2 separate regions of the Sus scrofa genome follow, and region 2 is linked to region 1. A link is a contact called in public Hi-C data. All regions are on one chromosome and are shown on one strand. Each heading gives the region's core, a stretch centred on a gene start, on an enhancer-like site or on the middle of the called end of the contact. The rest is flanking DNA. Distances are from core to core; before and after follow the strand shown.

Region 1 (7,057 bases), core at 1,734-4,233:
GGGAAAGAGAATATACACTAGGTTATTTAATAGGTCTTGGAGAAAGGGATCTGCTGAAGTGAGGCAGAGTTTCCATCCCACTGCCGACCCCCAGTCCCTTAGCACCTCTGAATGTCATCTGAATAACCCTTACCTCTAAACACCATGTTGGCCTGGGGCAAAGTCAGGTGGTAACCAAAGGAGAAGGTTGTGTCTTGTAGCCTTGTGTTTGCCTCAAACTCTACTCCAACTTGAACCTGAGAACCACAGGCAAGGAGGGGAGAGGAATCTGTCTGAGTGAAGACTAGAGGAGTCCTGACAGGGCATCAGCAAGAATGAAGGCACTCATGAAATGCTTGTGCAGTGTGGGCAGGAGGAACAGAAGGTCAGCAGGTCCGGAGGGACTTGCTGGGGTGGGAGATGGGATCAGTAGACTCACCTGTTCATTTGCCCTGTGGTAATAACTTGCATGGGCCCCACCTGATCCCACATTCAATGTAGCTACCCAGTGTCCAGCTGTAAAAACCAAAGTACAAGAGAAAAGGAGCATTACTGTAGTAGAACACAGGCCAGGAACCCCAGCCGAGTCCTCCCCATCACTATTCCTCCTCACCCCATACCCGAGTACTTCCCAGCCAGTGTCAAGATGGCCCCTTCTTCTCCTGGCCTCCGATGATAAACTAGCTCTCCTCCCAGCACCAGCCGATGAGTGAGGCTCTGCAGGAAGTGAGCGACCATGATCACTGTGGGGAGACATGGAGTCAGTCATAGAGGAAAGCCTGCTCCCTCACCTCCAGCAGCCCCCACCCCAGCCTGCCCAAGAAGTTTCTTTACTAATCCCTGAACCAACAACGAAGAGGCACAGCCAACATTATTAGCAAATGGGCAGCCAAGACAAAAAGAACCCTGTGCCAATTCCTCACCCGATTCCCCAATCAGGTCAGGATTTCCTAAGGTCAGAGTGGCTGTGTAGTCATCTCCCCGATACTCGCCATCAAACTGCCATGTCAGGAACTTGGCCTGCTGAGTCTGGGTAGGGAGAGCAAGAAGTAAAATTGCCCTCCCTCTCTATAATCACTCGTGCTGCTTCTCCTCCCCCTGGAGCCCCCAGAGCAGGACACTCCTGGAGGAGAAGGAGGAAATGCTTCAGTGGATGGAAGCAGGAACCATGGGTCACCTGGAAGACAGCCTTGGCTCGGAGCCGCTCTGCCAAGAGAAGCAGGACCTGGGCGTTGAGGCTGCCACTGCTGTCCATATCTCCTACCACAGTGGGGAACACCTGTTGAAAAGTGTCCACAGTTAGGAATGAACTGGGTGGCACCAACTCCGACTAAAGCCAAATGTAGGATTTCTTTAACAGTGCCCAGCGCCCCCTAGTGGAGCCACAGAGACATCACAGAAATGTTTTCTACCCTCTCCCATTCAGCAGAAACACAGAGGAGGTGCCCTACCTATTCTTCCCCAGAACACACACATTTCCTCCTCCTCTACACCTGGGTCCCAACTGGGCTTTTCGGGGATAACCCAGGTGTGTGGAGCCCTCACCTCAGTGGGGCTAAGTTGCCAGTCCCCTGCATAGGCCGCATGGAGGTGATAGCCGGGCAAACCCAGAGCACTCATATGCACAGTGTGAGCCACCTGAAGAAAGAAAAGTCAGTGGAAGAGAGAACATTCCTGCTCCATTTCAATCCCCCATCCCACCCTTCATCTTCTCCCCATCCAGCGGGTCTTTTAAGAAACCCATACATTCCAACATATGCAGCGGGTCATCAGATTAAAAGCAACAAGTCCCACAGGCAAAGGAAGTAGAGCCCCCATATCCTCCCTCTTTTGTCCCATATAGCCTGCCTAAAACTGGGGTACAAAGGAAAGAAGAGGGTCCAGGGACAGGAAGGGAGGAGTAGTAAGGAGGGGCCAGAGAAGTGGGAGCACCTGGAAATGGCTGCTCAGAACCTTGTTGACAACGAGCTTCACTCCCTCCATCTGTGCTGGGAATACATCTGAAGGGAGTGGAGGGGAGGGGGGGAAGGGAAGGAATAAGCACAGACAAGGAACCTCCAACCCACGAAGTAGTCTCCCCTTTCAATCCCATAGACAGTGATTTGGAGGAATTGACCTCCTTTCAAGTGCTGCAACAGGAAATGCTCCCCTCCATTGGGGCACCTGATCCTCCCTGAGGCTGCATACCCCAGCTGTGACATCCTCTTTTCTGCTCCCATCACTGGACACCCAGCATTTCCCTCCCCTTCTCTGCCTCTTCAACCTGAGGCGTCCAAATGCCAAGTTCTCACCTTTGCATAGCCGGTGCAACTCATCGAAGCTCCCAGGGTTGGGGAGAGGTTCCTCTCGACGGGGGCTCCGGCGGGGCAAAGCGCCCATCGGTGCCAGGCCCAATGTGTTCCCCATTTCAGTCCAGAGGAGAGGGGAGGGGAGCCGGGGTTCGCCTGGGAAAGGACGCTATTGCTCCCGCTACCCACCACGGGCCCCACCCCCCATTATCTGGCTCCCTAATCCCAGAAACTTCCACATGGTCCGACGCTAGACCTGGAACAAGAAGAGTAGGTGGGAGAAGGCACTGGTGGGGAGTTTGAACCCCAAGCACACTCCCATCCCATTTTTAATTCCTCACCCCACCTGTCACCCCTGTACCCTCCCCCCCGCTCTAATTCTTGCCTCCACCACAGAGCTCACCCAGTTTCCTAGTCTTTCTACTCTTCATTCCCAGGCCCCAAGGCGAGGCTTGCGGTGGAGCAATAACCCTTACCGTCTCAGACCTTCATGCTGCCCCTTTCCCCCCGACACACCCCGGTCATCTTGATGGGGGCAGCCATCTTGAGTGATGGCATAACTGCGGCTTCACGCTGCATTCCCAGCGTGGTCATGGGCGCCATCTTGGAACCGGGCGAAAAAAAAAAAGATTTCCTAATCCTCCCTATATTGGGCTCCGCCCAATCTATTTAAAAAAAAAAAAAAAACTGCCTGGCTGCTGACCACAAGCCAATGGGAGAAGAGGAAACAAAGGAAAGACAGACCTCACATTCAGAAAGCTCCAACCCCGGCACTGCAGAGACAGGCGGAGCTTGATTGGTGGCTTCTTAGACTTACTCAAGTAGATGGCCTTAGATCGCCCTGCCTCTCCAAGGTCGGAAAGAATCTTTGAGCATGCAAGACACTAGAGGGAGCATCTTGGAGCTTGAGCCACTAAAGATCCCTGCACCATCTAACCTGAAGACACGTTTTGTGAAGTATGGCTGGGGGAACCACTGTGAAAACATTTTTGAACATTGCTTCATGTAACTCCTAGGTGCCCCCACTACATACACCCCCAGAACCCCTGGGGACTCTTCCTCAAAGTCCTTCATAGCGCACAGTACACCTTCAGATGACTTCGAGTCACAAATACAGCTCTCCCTAGGAAAATGGACCCACACTTCCCTCCCTGGAGGTCCACGCCTCTCAAAGTTCACCTCTCGGTAGAATGGAAATGGGTGTGAGAGTTTGGGGTAGAGGAGCATGGGATGCAGCCTTAGCTCTGTTCCCTGAAAGAACTGGCCCTTCCCTGAGTCCCTAGGCAGAGCTGGCAAATAAAATCTAGGCATGTGGACTCCTGCCCTCAAATGCACTCCACTCCAAAGCCAGGGACAAGTCAATGGAGTGCCCTTCAAGTACTAAGTGCTCAGAGTTCCCGTAGTGGCTCAGTGGTTAACGAATCCGACTAGGAACTGTGAGGTTGCCAGTTCAATCCCTGGCCTTGCTCAGTGGGTTAAGGATCTGGTGTTGCTGTGAGCTGTGGTGTAGGTTGCAGAAGCAGCAGGGATCCCACATTGCTGTGGATCCCACGTTGCTATGGCTTTGGCGTAGGCCGGTGGCTACAGCTCTGATTAGACCCCTAACCTGGGAGCTTCCATATGCCACGGGAGCGGCCCTAGAAAAGGCAAAAAGAAAAAAAAAGTTCTAAGTGCTCCACAGGAGAATAGTTGAAAATGGAATAAAATCTCTTGGGTTCCTGTTGCCTCCCTCACTATCTCTTACATTACCACTCCCATCTCTCAGGAATGTTCTACATACACGTCTGAGGGCAAAAGGATGAAAGATACAAATGCTTCTGATATCTGTTGAGCTGATTTCACCCAAAAGCCGTAGGCCTGGGGAATGCACCTCTGCCCTCCCTCACAATCAGTCCAGGGATTAGGGCCGGGGGCCTTGGTCAGGATACTATGGCCCCTGCTGACTCATACTGACTGACCACCGCCTAGAACTGATAAGGGGATCCAATGCCCAGAGACCTTCAACCTTTATCCTTGGTAGAAGCCTTTCATTCATTTTTCCTCCAGAACACGCCAATTCAGGGGCAGGGAAGAGGCTGCTTTCTGAATTTGTTTTATTGGGGGTGGGCTGTGCTCTCTGATCAGCTCTCAGGAAGGTCATTCTGGGCTCTGTTTTCTCCCCTTCTCATTCATTACACATTAACTCAAAAAGGGACAGAGTCAATCATACCTGCCCTCTGAACCTAACCCTTCTTCCCCTAACCTACATTCCCCTCACTCCTGCCCCTGATTTCATGTCCTTTCTTCTGTTCCCCAATAACCTCTCCGCCAAGTTGCAGTGAAGGGAGGTAGGCTTGGGAGATGATATCTACCCATGAAGGGACAAAGATGGCAAGGGCTATGGGCTTGATATGTCGGAGTTTTCTAGGAAAAAACAAAAACAAAAACAAAAACAGAAATCCTGCTTCCTAAAGCATTCAAATCCAAGGACTATTGGCCCCAGGCCCCAGAGGCATGAATCTTGAATAGACCTAAAGTGTATCCCTTTGACACCCACTTTGGCCTCCACTCCTGCCTCCCACCCCTTCATCCTGAGTCCCCCATGTTCTTATCCTCTCCTCCCCCATGTTTCCAATTTGTTTACTCCAATATAGTTCTTGCCTCACTGGGCCCCTCCAAAGTCCTTGTTACCTGAGAGGGGGGTGGGGAAGCAGACAGATATATAGCTCCTCCCCAGCCAGGCCAGGCACATTCGGCAAGGACAGCGACACTGACAGGTACCGTAAGGGAGCAAGAGGTGTGGGCAGCATCCAAAGAGGACCGGGATTTAATTGTGGAAAGGGAGGGAATCAGGTTGGTGTGGACATCTAGGCAAGGTGGTCCCTGGGGAGGGGCTGAAGTCAATTCAGCTTCATGATCCTCCCCTGTGCCCAACTGTTCGCAGGCCACTTTTCCCACCATTAACACCATGAAGCTGCTTGCCATAGCTGTGCTGCTCTTCACTATCTGTAGCCTTGAAGGTGAGTGTGCTATGGAGAGGGATCCCAAGGCGGAAAAAAACTGCTTGGGTCCTAGCTGTCCATCTGTCTGTGAGCCTATGCCCAGGTCTGACAACTGAAGCGCTTACAAGGAAAATCATGCCCTCGCTAAAGCCCATAAAGCCCATCCAAAGACCTGGAGCTGGATACCTGTTTGGGGAGGGGGCTGAGAGCTGGGGCTGAATACTGGCAGAGACGTGGGCCTCATAGTTGGGGACCCAGCTGACAAGACATGTGTGTTTGTGTGTGTGCGTATTTCTATGTACACGCAGGGGCTTTGGTTCGGAGACAGGCAGAGGAGCCGTGTCTGCAGAGCCTGGTCTCTCAGTACCTCCAGACCGTGACTGACTTTGGCAAGGACCTGATAGAGAAGGCCAAGGGCTCAGAACTTCAAACTCAGGCCAAGTAAGTCTCAGCAAAAGGGGTTCAAGGACCAGGGGCTGGGGAGAGAAAGAGGGGAAGCTCCAAGGTCCCACAGAAGATTGAGCTCAGGGATGGGGGTTAGGGAGGATGAGGTTTAAATTAGAAAGAAAATTCCAGAGTTCTCATTGTGGCACAGTGGAAACAAATCCAACTAGGAACCATCAGGTTGTAGGTTTGATCTCTAGCCTTGCTCAGTGCGTTAAGGATCCAGCGTTGCCTTGAGCTGTGGTATAGTTCACATTCTTGGCTCGGATCTGGTGTAGCCCGGTGGCTTCAACTCTGATTAGACCCCTAGCCTGGGAACCTCCATATGCCTCGGGTGCAGCCCTAAAAGGACAAAAGACAAAGAAAGAAAGGAAGGAAGGAAGGAAGGAAGGAAGGACGAACGAACGAACGAAAGAAAGAAAGAAAAGGAAAGAAAATTTCCTCATCTCCCCCTAAATCCAATGGACCTTTTGGACAGAGAGGGGCAGCATGAACTGGGCTTTGAATTTCTATCTCTAGAGTCTGTTCCTCTGCCTGGTAGAGGGCTTGCCTCTCCTCCTAAGAGCTTTGCCATGCCAGGAGAGACCAGGCACTAGAATTTGGTCACTTGGGTCTCACCCCACCACCAAGAAGGCCCCTGCCAGTCCCTCACACTAACTCTAATGTCTCACACATCCAGGACTTACTTTGAGAAGACACAGGAGCAGCTGACACCCTTGGTCAAGAAGGCTGGAACTGATATCTTTAACTTCTTGAGCAGTTTCATTGGCCTCAAAACTCAGCCTACTGCCCAGTGAGGTGTCCAGACCACTGTCTTCCATCCCCAGCTGGCTCCTGGAACATCCGCTGGAAAGACCTAGAGCTCCTCTCCCTACCCACTCCTTGTTTTCTACAATAAATATTGAAAGAGTCAAGTTGTGGGCATGGAATGTTTGAGAGACTAGGAAAACTGGGGGTAGTGTGGAGGAATAGGAGGAAGAATAAAAAGAAATCTTTTTTTTTTTTTTTTTGTCTTTTTAGGGTGGCATCTGCAGCATATGGAGGTTTCCAGGTCCCCAGCTCAGATCAGACCTGTAGCTGCCAGCCTATGCCACAGCCACAGCAATACCAGATCTGAGCCAAGTCTATGACCTACACTGCAGCTCAGGGCAAGACTGGATCCTTAACCCACTGAGCAAGGCAAGGGATCTAACCTGCGTCCTCATAGATGCTAGTCAAATTCATTTCTGCTGAGCCATCACGGGAACTCCAAGAGAAATCTGCTTCTAACAGGAGAGGGATTTTGTTGCAAACGGGTGGAGAAAAGGTTGAAGAGATAAATGCTGGAAATGACAGGGTGAGGGTGCTTGTGAATCTTCTTCAAAC
Region 2 (7,057 bases), core at 2,045-4,544, 160 kb after region 1:
TGGACTCTCCTGAACCCAGGCCTGAAGCAGAGGAAGAAAGTGGGGAAGAAGTCTTCCTGAGTGCCTATGATGACCTAAGTCCCCTTCTGGGGCCCAAACCCCTGACCTGGGAGGGTCCAGGCAGTCTAGAGGAAAAGGTAGCAGGGTGTGGAAGACAGGAGGCTCCAGGACAGGGTGACGGAGAGCAGGCATTCCAGGAAGATAGGGAGGGCAAGGAGGCTGAGCCTGGAAGCAGATGGGACATCAGGGAGGAGGCTGAGAGGAGACCAAAGACCGAGGTGGAGGGTGAAGAGGCCAGTGAGGAAGGAGTGGAGCCTGAGGGAAGCCAAAAGGTGATTGACAGTTTGAGGGAAGGAGGTGGAGAAGAGACAGAGGACACAGAGGCCAAGGAAGAAGAGTCCAAAGGTCAGGAGGAGGATGAGAGTAAGGAGGAAGTTAAAGGTGTGGAGGAAACAGGAGTAGAGCAGGGTAAGGACAAGGAGAAGGAAAGAAATACTGAGAGAGAGGACGAAGCTGAGGAAGGAGATGAAGCTCAAGTAGAAGCCAGAAGGGAGCCAGAGCATGGCGCCCAGGAAAAGCAAATTGCTGGGGAGAGCTGGGAGGTTGTACACAAAGAAGAGGCTGAAAGAGAAGATGAGGTCAAAGGACAGAGGGGGAATGAGGACCAAGAGACAAGAGAAGATCAAGGAGATGGTGAAGACAGCAGAATCCCAGAAGCAGCAGCTGAAGGAAGAGCAGGGGAGGTCAGTCAGGAACAGGAGACTGGAGATGGAGAAGCTGAGGGAGACCAGAGGGCTGCAAGTGACCATTTAGAAGAGGGCTCCCTCCCTGACGGGTCAGATATAGAGTCTTTGGAGGTTGACAGTGCCAGAGAGGGCAGTGCCCAGTCCACTGAGACAGACCAGGCAGCCCCACAGCCACCCCAGTCAGAGGAGATGGAGCCTGAGGGGCAGCCGAGTCCCCTTGGCGCGGCTGGTGGTGTGGGCATGCGCCTGGCTTCCACCCTGGTTCAGGTCCAACAGGTCCGCTCTGTGCCTGTGGTGCCTCCCAAACCACAGTTTGCCAGAATGCCCACTGCAATGTGTGGCAAGATCCACGTGGCACCAGCAAACCCATGCCCGAGGCCTGGCCGGCTTGATGGGACTCCTGGGGAAAGGGCCTGGGGTACCAGAGCTTCCCGCTCCTCTTGGAGGAATGGGGGCAGTCTTTCCTTTGATGCTGCTGTTGCCCTGGCCCGGGACCGCCAGAGGACTGAAGTTCAGAGCGTTCGGCGGACCCAGACCTGTACTGGGGCTGGGGACTACAGCCTCATCCCTAAAACCTCCCCCTATAGCACGATCCCTGCCCATTCTTCTAGGCCCCTTAGCTGCCTGGAGCTCCCAGCTGAAGGCACAGAAGGGTCTGGATCCCGGAGTCGGCTTAGTCTGCCCCCTAAAGAACCTCAGCTCCCTGACCCCCTTGCGCCTCCCCAGCGCCGATCATATGCATTTGAAACACAGGCTAACTCTGGGAAAGGGAAGGGACTGTGATTAGGACCAGACCACAGGGCAAAGAGGACAGTAGTTGTCTTGAAACTCCGTGGTTTCTGAAGCTGTCTCTTCTGCAGCCTGAGTAGCTGTAGTGCCCAACCCTATAGGTTTTGGCCCTCCAGTTTCTCTTTGACTGTGAGAGGCACTATCTCTGTTTACTTGAGCTTGTCTCAGACACAAAGCACTTATCCCTTAGGAGATTCCAGAAAGAGTCACCAAGATCCTGTTCCCAGAGAGTGGGGTCATTGGCCAAAGGGAACAAAGAGTAGGTAGAAAAACTTACAGGTTTCTCAAAGTGAAGAATGACGGGGGAACTCCAGCCAAGTTCCTGCCATCCTCTGAGGCAATGAACTTCTCTTCATGGAAGTCCAGGGTAAAGGCAGAGGTCAGGGCCATATCGGAGCTTATTATACACAAACACTTCTAGAGTTACCCATCCTTGTTCTACTTTGGGGCTGTTAAACGCCTCCTGCTCCTCAGCTTAGGAGGAACATGTCCAAGAAACTTTTTGAACCCTGTAGTATTTGTTGGAGGGACAGGCTCCCTTCCTAGCTCCCCTACTTTCTGCCTCCCTGCATCTCAAGACAGAGAGGTCTTGTACAGATCTCTCTGCCCTCTTCTTTTCCCTTCGGAATAACTTCCTATTTCAGGGAAGGGGAATGATGTCACTTACACCCTGGGACTACTTGTCTGGATAGGCTGGGGGCCACGAATCCCAAGGGGCAATGTCTCATAATAAAAGTTGTATTTTTACACGTAAATAGTGTGGAGTTTCATTACTCTTATTAAAGTCTTGAGTGACAGGTATCATATTTTCAAATATTTGACCATTCGTTGTCTTTTCTGCTTTTATTGTTTGGGTGCTCTTCCTCAGTTGTTGCCATAGAGACCTGCGGCTGGAAACTAGAGCTGGGTTCATGGTGGTCAGGAAATGCGGAAGAGAAACTTATATTTGCATAATGCTCATTATGTGCCAGTAAAGGCTAGGTATTCTATGTGCACATAGTCTATGCTCCTGATTTTTCTGAATCCACTTAATAATTCTAAAAGGTTGGTACAGGTAAATCCATTTCACAGATGAGGAAACTAAATTAAGTCAAAAGGTTTGCCAAAGGTTTCAGAGCCAAGAAGTGGCAGAGTTAGGTCTGAGACCCGAGTTTGTCTGGCTCCAGGCTCTGAACTCGTCTCATTACCGCCCCCGCAACTTGAGGGTAGGTCTTGACTGAAAAAGAATGGGAATCAAGATGCCTCTCCCAGAAACTGTGAGCCTCTCAAAAACTGGAAGCCCTGGAGGGTCTTTAGGTGCCTTCTAACCCTAATACAAATAAGTATATCCAGATCTATTTATACCAGCTATGTCCTAATGTCTAATAAGCAACCACAAACAGGTATACTGATCCAAGATGGCCTCCCAAAGAGCCCTTGTTAAAGATGGCGCCTCCATCCGATGTCCCTCGCTTGATCCAAGCTGGCCTCTCTCACGCCCTTCTCCTGGAGCTAAAAAGGCCCTGTCCAGCAGAAAAATAGTAGCACCAAGTTAGTCGTCTTTCTTCCGTCCTTGCTAGAGCGACTAGGACTTCAGTGTCATTCTCCAAGGATCCCCGGTCGTGGCTTCTTCCCCACCCCAGCAACACCTCCAACACGCTCGCATCCTTCAGCCCCCGGCAAGATGGAGCGAACGGAAGTGGGGCAGCACAGAGGCTGTGTAGGCTGGGCGGACGGGAGGAGACACTTCCGCCCCTCACCAACATGGCTGTGAGCCGGTAGTGCGCATGATCAGCTGTCCAAGGAGCTACCCGAGTCGAGAGAGGGAGAACTCGGTCCAGGGAAATAGGAGCCTGCGGCGGCCTTGGCTGGTGAGTGCAGGACCCGACGAGAGTCTGGAGACTGGGTGGGCAGGCGGGGGAGAGCAGCTTCGATTTTATTTCCGTTTTTTAGGTCCAGAAACTCCTGGGGCGGAAGCTTTTGTTTGGAGGGAGGGGGCCGTGCCTGATCTTTATCTCCTACCCCCTTTTGTGGGCCGAACTCACTCCCCGCCCCCGGGCGCGCTCTCCTTCGATGGCAGCCGCGGGCCGCGGGGCCAAGACCACGGGATCCGCTGAACCCCCGGCCTCAATTCCTGCCTCTGCGGAGCAGCGGGGTCTCGGGATGTGACGGGCCGGGCTGGACGGGTCACGGCGCGGGCTCCTGGGCTCGCGCCCGACCGGCGCTCAGCTCTTAAGCGCCTACTGCTTGATGGGCCTGCAGGGAGACGCCGCATTCTCAGGCAAGGTCTAGGCGCCAGCCTTCTTTGGGGACTTGATTATTTTCCCTTTGTGTCCAGACTTAGCCAGGGCTCTCCCCCCCCCCCCTTTGCCTGAGCGTGCACGCTACGACATCCTATCCCACTTTCCTGTCGCATACCCCTAACGCTCAGGAAATGCTTCTGGATGCCCTACTAAGATTTGAATAAGTATCTTGACCCCGTTGCTGGGCGTCCTCAGAGGCTGCCCCGGCTGACAGCTGTGGGCCATAGAGACGCCTCCTCTGCCCTGCCCTCTTGTTTCATTGCTTCCTTCTGCTGTCAGCGCAGCAAGCTTCAGAGGGGCACTTCCTCCGTACGTTCGAGGATGGAGAGGTAGGTGGTCCCGAAATACTGGTGCTACTTCCCCCTTAGGGACCGGATCTTAATTGCAGCGCTACTTGCTCCGGACAGTTTCATTTTCAGTTCCTTTTTTTTTCTTTTTTGTGAACACTTTGGATATGGGCTTTCCATGACTTAACCGCTGAAGATAAAGGTTTGGGAGACCCTTACAGGTAGAGAACTTAAAAAAATCTTACCCCTTTCCTGTCGGGATTACTTATTGCTTTGTACTATATTGCTATTTCTTTCTAGAGGCATCTGTCTTCTCAGCCCTTTGTTTTTCCTGCCGCCGCCACCCTCACTTACCCCCACTGGGTGTCAGGGTCTTTTTTTTTTTTTTTTTTTTTTTTCTTTTGGCCTAGCAGGGGGTGGGGGCGGGCATGTGGAAGTTCCCAGGACGGGAGTTGAACCCGCACCGCAGCAGCAGCCCAGGCCACTGCAGTGACAACTGCTGCTGGATCCTTACCGCTGTGCCGCAAGAGAACTTCAGTGTCAGGGTTGTAAGGCAGGCACCTCTTAGATGGATTCTTCCTCCATTATCTCTTCTTCCAAACCCTGAACCTGGAGTTTCCCTCTTCTTGCTGAGGCTTGGTTGATTTGGAGTTGTCATGGCAACATTTTAGCAACTGTGTTGTTCTACAGGAAGGCTTAGTGAATAAAATAGAAGGGGCTTGAAGAGGATACACTTGGGCTTTAGGGTCTTTAATGAATGAGGTAAATCTGGACTCCCAAAACAAGAGCCCTGTCAGTAGAATGATGCCCAAGGGCCAAATCTGGTCTTTTATGGTTCTGGAGGTTCTCCAGTGGGTTCAGGTTTCCCTTTCTTAGATTTGAGGACAGGAATTTCTTGATGTACAATATATGCTTGAGAAGTGGGAAGAAGCATCAACATCCAAGACCTTGTGTTTTTTGATAGCTGTGGTCTAAACATGGTCCTTCTAATCTCCATGTCATGGCAGATCATGATAGCTTTAATAATAATCCATCCAGAAATACGTTATTTCTTAGTCTTTCAGTATAATTATCTCTTCTCCATCAGGAGTTGGAGTGATAATTGGAGGGGCGAGAAACACTATTCATATAATTGCTCTTTCAGTCACTGTAGACAGTCTTCAGCATCAGAATGGAGAAAGCTGATTGTCCCCTGCAGATGATTGGTTTATGTTCCTGGATGTGTCTTCATGGAGCCTAGTTCTAGAAAGAGGAGACTTCCAGTTTCTTAGACTCACTAGACTTCCTGATTTCTACCAGGACTTAGCACTCAGGCCTGTGAGGCAGGAGATACGAAGACTTCCAAAGAAGGACCAGTTCCTCGGATGTGCCCCCTCACAGAGAGATGAAGGGGTGAGTGAAGAAGAGGTAGGGTCTGGTTTGGGAGGCCTGGGAGAATGCAAAATGGCTAAGAGCACTGATTCTGGAGTCAGGCAGACCTAGATTTAGGTCCCAGCTCCATCACCTAGCTATGTGATCTGGTTTCCTGTTTATAAAATGCAGGCAGTGCTACCTACCACACAGTGCTGTTCTTAGTACTAAGTAAGATATTGCCTGTTAAGTGCTTAGCTCAGCACTAAATAAATACTAGCTCTTGTTATTCTGACCTAACCGAGCATCTGCTGGGAGTGCCAGTGAGTTTGGGAGCCATATGTTATTGGGCCAGTGAGCTTTTCATTCACTTTTTCCCATATTTTTTTGTCCCCTCACAAACAGGCAGCAGAAAACAGCTGAAACGGAAGAGGGGACAGTGCAGATTCAGGAAGGTAAGTGGGAGAAACAGAACTGAGCTAAGACCAAGAGCCCACTGGGGCCTCTCCCCCACCCCATGGGCCCATCACTTGTGTAACCTTCTTCTAAATGACACGTAGGTGGAACAGAGAGGAAAAGGCAGTAACTCACAGACTTTTCCTTTTAATTCAGGTGCGGTGGCAACTGGGGAGGACCCAACCAGTGTGGCAATTGCCAGCATCCAGTCAGCTGCCACTTTCCCTGACCCCAACGTCAAGTACGTCTTCCGAACTGAAAATGGGGGCCAGGTAAGGGAGGGGGCCAGGTGGCTGCAGGTGTTATCTGGGATTGGGAATGGGGGAGGTAACTGAACCTGTCACATGGGGAGACCTGGATTGGAGGATGAGGTGAAGATGTGGACTGTCTGGAAGGTGGGGGGTGGAGTAGAGATTGGTGTGGGGTAGGGGTTATGCTGAAACCTCTATATGGGGAAAGGCAAGGGAATGGCTAACTGTATGTTTCTGAAGGATTCTTGTTTGGGGACCCTGTCCCTGGCACTTACTCTCTTGTTCTCCCTTCCCCTTCTTCCCTTTTCCTCCTTGCCTCTAGGTGATGTACAGGGTGATCCAGGTGTCTGAGGGGCAGCTGGATGGCCAGACTGAGGGGACTGGCGCCATCAGTGGCTACCCTGCCACTCAATCCATGACCCAGGTACAGGCGTATGGACTGGGGAGGGGACTGGAGCTCTGAGTATGGAGACGAAGAAGGGAACCAATAGGATGGGGGTGTGGCACGGGATGGTGAGGCAGCTATAGCTGCCTTGACCCAAAGCTCTAGGCTCTCCCTTTCTGGATGTTTCTACTTCCCTCCTCCCTAGGGATAGAAGTAGTAGAGTAATGCACTGAAAGTATCTGACTGTCACTTCTCTCTTTTCTTCTGCTCCCTTTCCCAGGCCGTGATCCAGGGTGCGTTCACGAGTGATGATGCAGTTGACACAGAGGGGACAGCTGCTGAGACGCACTATACTTACTTCCCCAGCACTGCAGTGGGAGATGGGGCAGGGGGTACCACATCGGGGAGTACAGCAGCTGTTGTTACTACCCAGGGCTCAGAGGCACTACTGGGGCAGGCGACCCCTCCTGGCACTGGTGAGATATTGTGTGAGGATGCTGGCTGGAGGGTC

The links. Hi-C and Micro-C count contacts between places; a contact is called where the count stands out from the background.
Region 2: a contact with region 1 is called in a Hi-C map of skeletal muscle, with 9 times the contacts expected there. The contact joins the promoter of USF1 here to the promoter of TOMM40L in region 1. A contact is called at or near these places in 1 of 47 Hi-C or Micro-C datasets (skeletal muscle) and 1 of 2 datasets of contacts at active chromatin or transcription factors (alveolar macrophages).

Annotation. Positions count from the first base shown.
Region 1 is chr4:89,232,521-89,239,577 of Sscrofa11.1, forward strand. It overlaps TOMM40L (mitochondrial import receptor subunit TOM40B), which reads right to left and starts at 2,984. Exons shown (of 10, transcript XM_003125660.4): 1 at 2,744-2,984; 2 at 2,271-2,523; 3 at 1,912-1,979; 4 at 1,525-1,617; 5 at 1,157-1,258; 6 at 903-1,008; 7 at 600-722; 8 at 419-495; 9 at 134-236. The coding sequence starts at 2,385. APOA2 (apolipoprotein A2) reads left to right here and starts at 4,994. Exons shown (of 4, transcript NM_001186294.1): 1 at 4,994-5,023; 2 at 5,191-5,266; 3 at 5,557-5,689; 4 at 6,372-6,606. The coding sequence starts at 5,215. The coding sequence ends at 6,489.
Region 2 is chr4:89,391,901-89,398,957 of Sscrofa11.1, forward strand. It overlaps USF1 (upstream transcription factor 1), which reads left to right and starts at 3,295. Exons shown (of 11, transcript NM_001190245.1): 1 at 3,295-3,385; 2 at 5,404-5,496; 3 at 5,860-5,909; 4 at 6,067-6,182; 5 at 6,484-6,585; 6 at 6,827-7,022. The coding sequence starts at 5,489. It overlaps ARHGAP30 (rho GTPase-activating protein 30), which reads left to right. Exons shown (of 11, transcript XM_021089545.1): 11 at 1-2,290. The coding sequence ends at 1,529.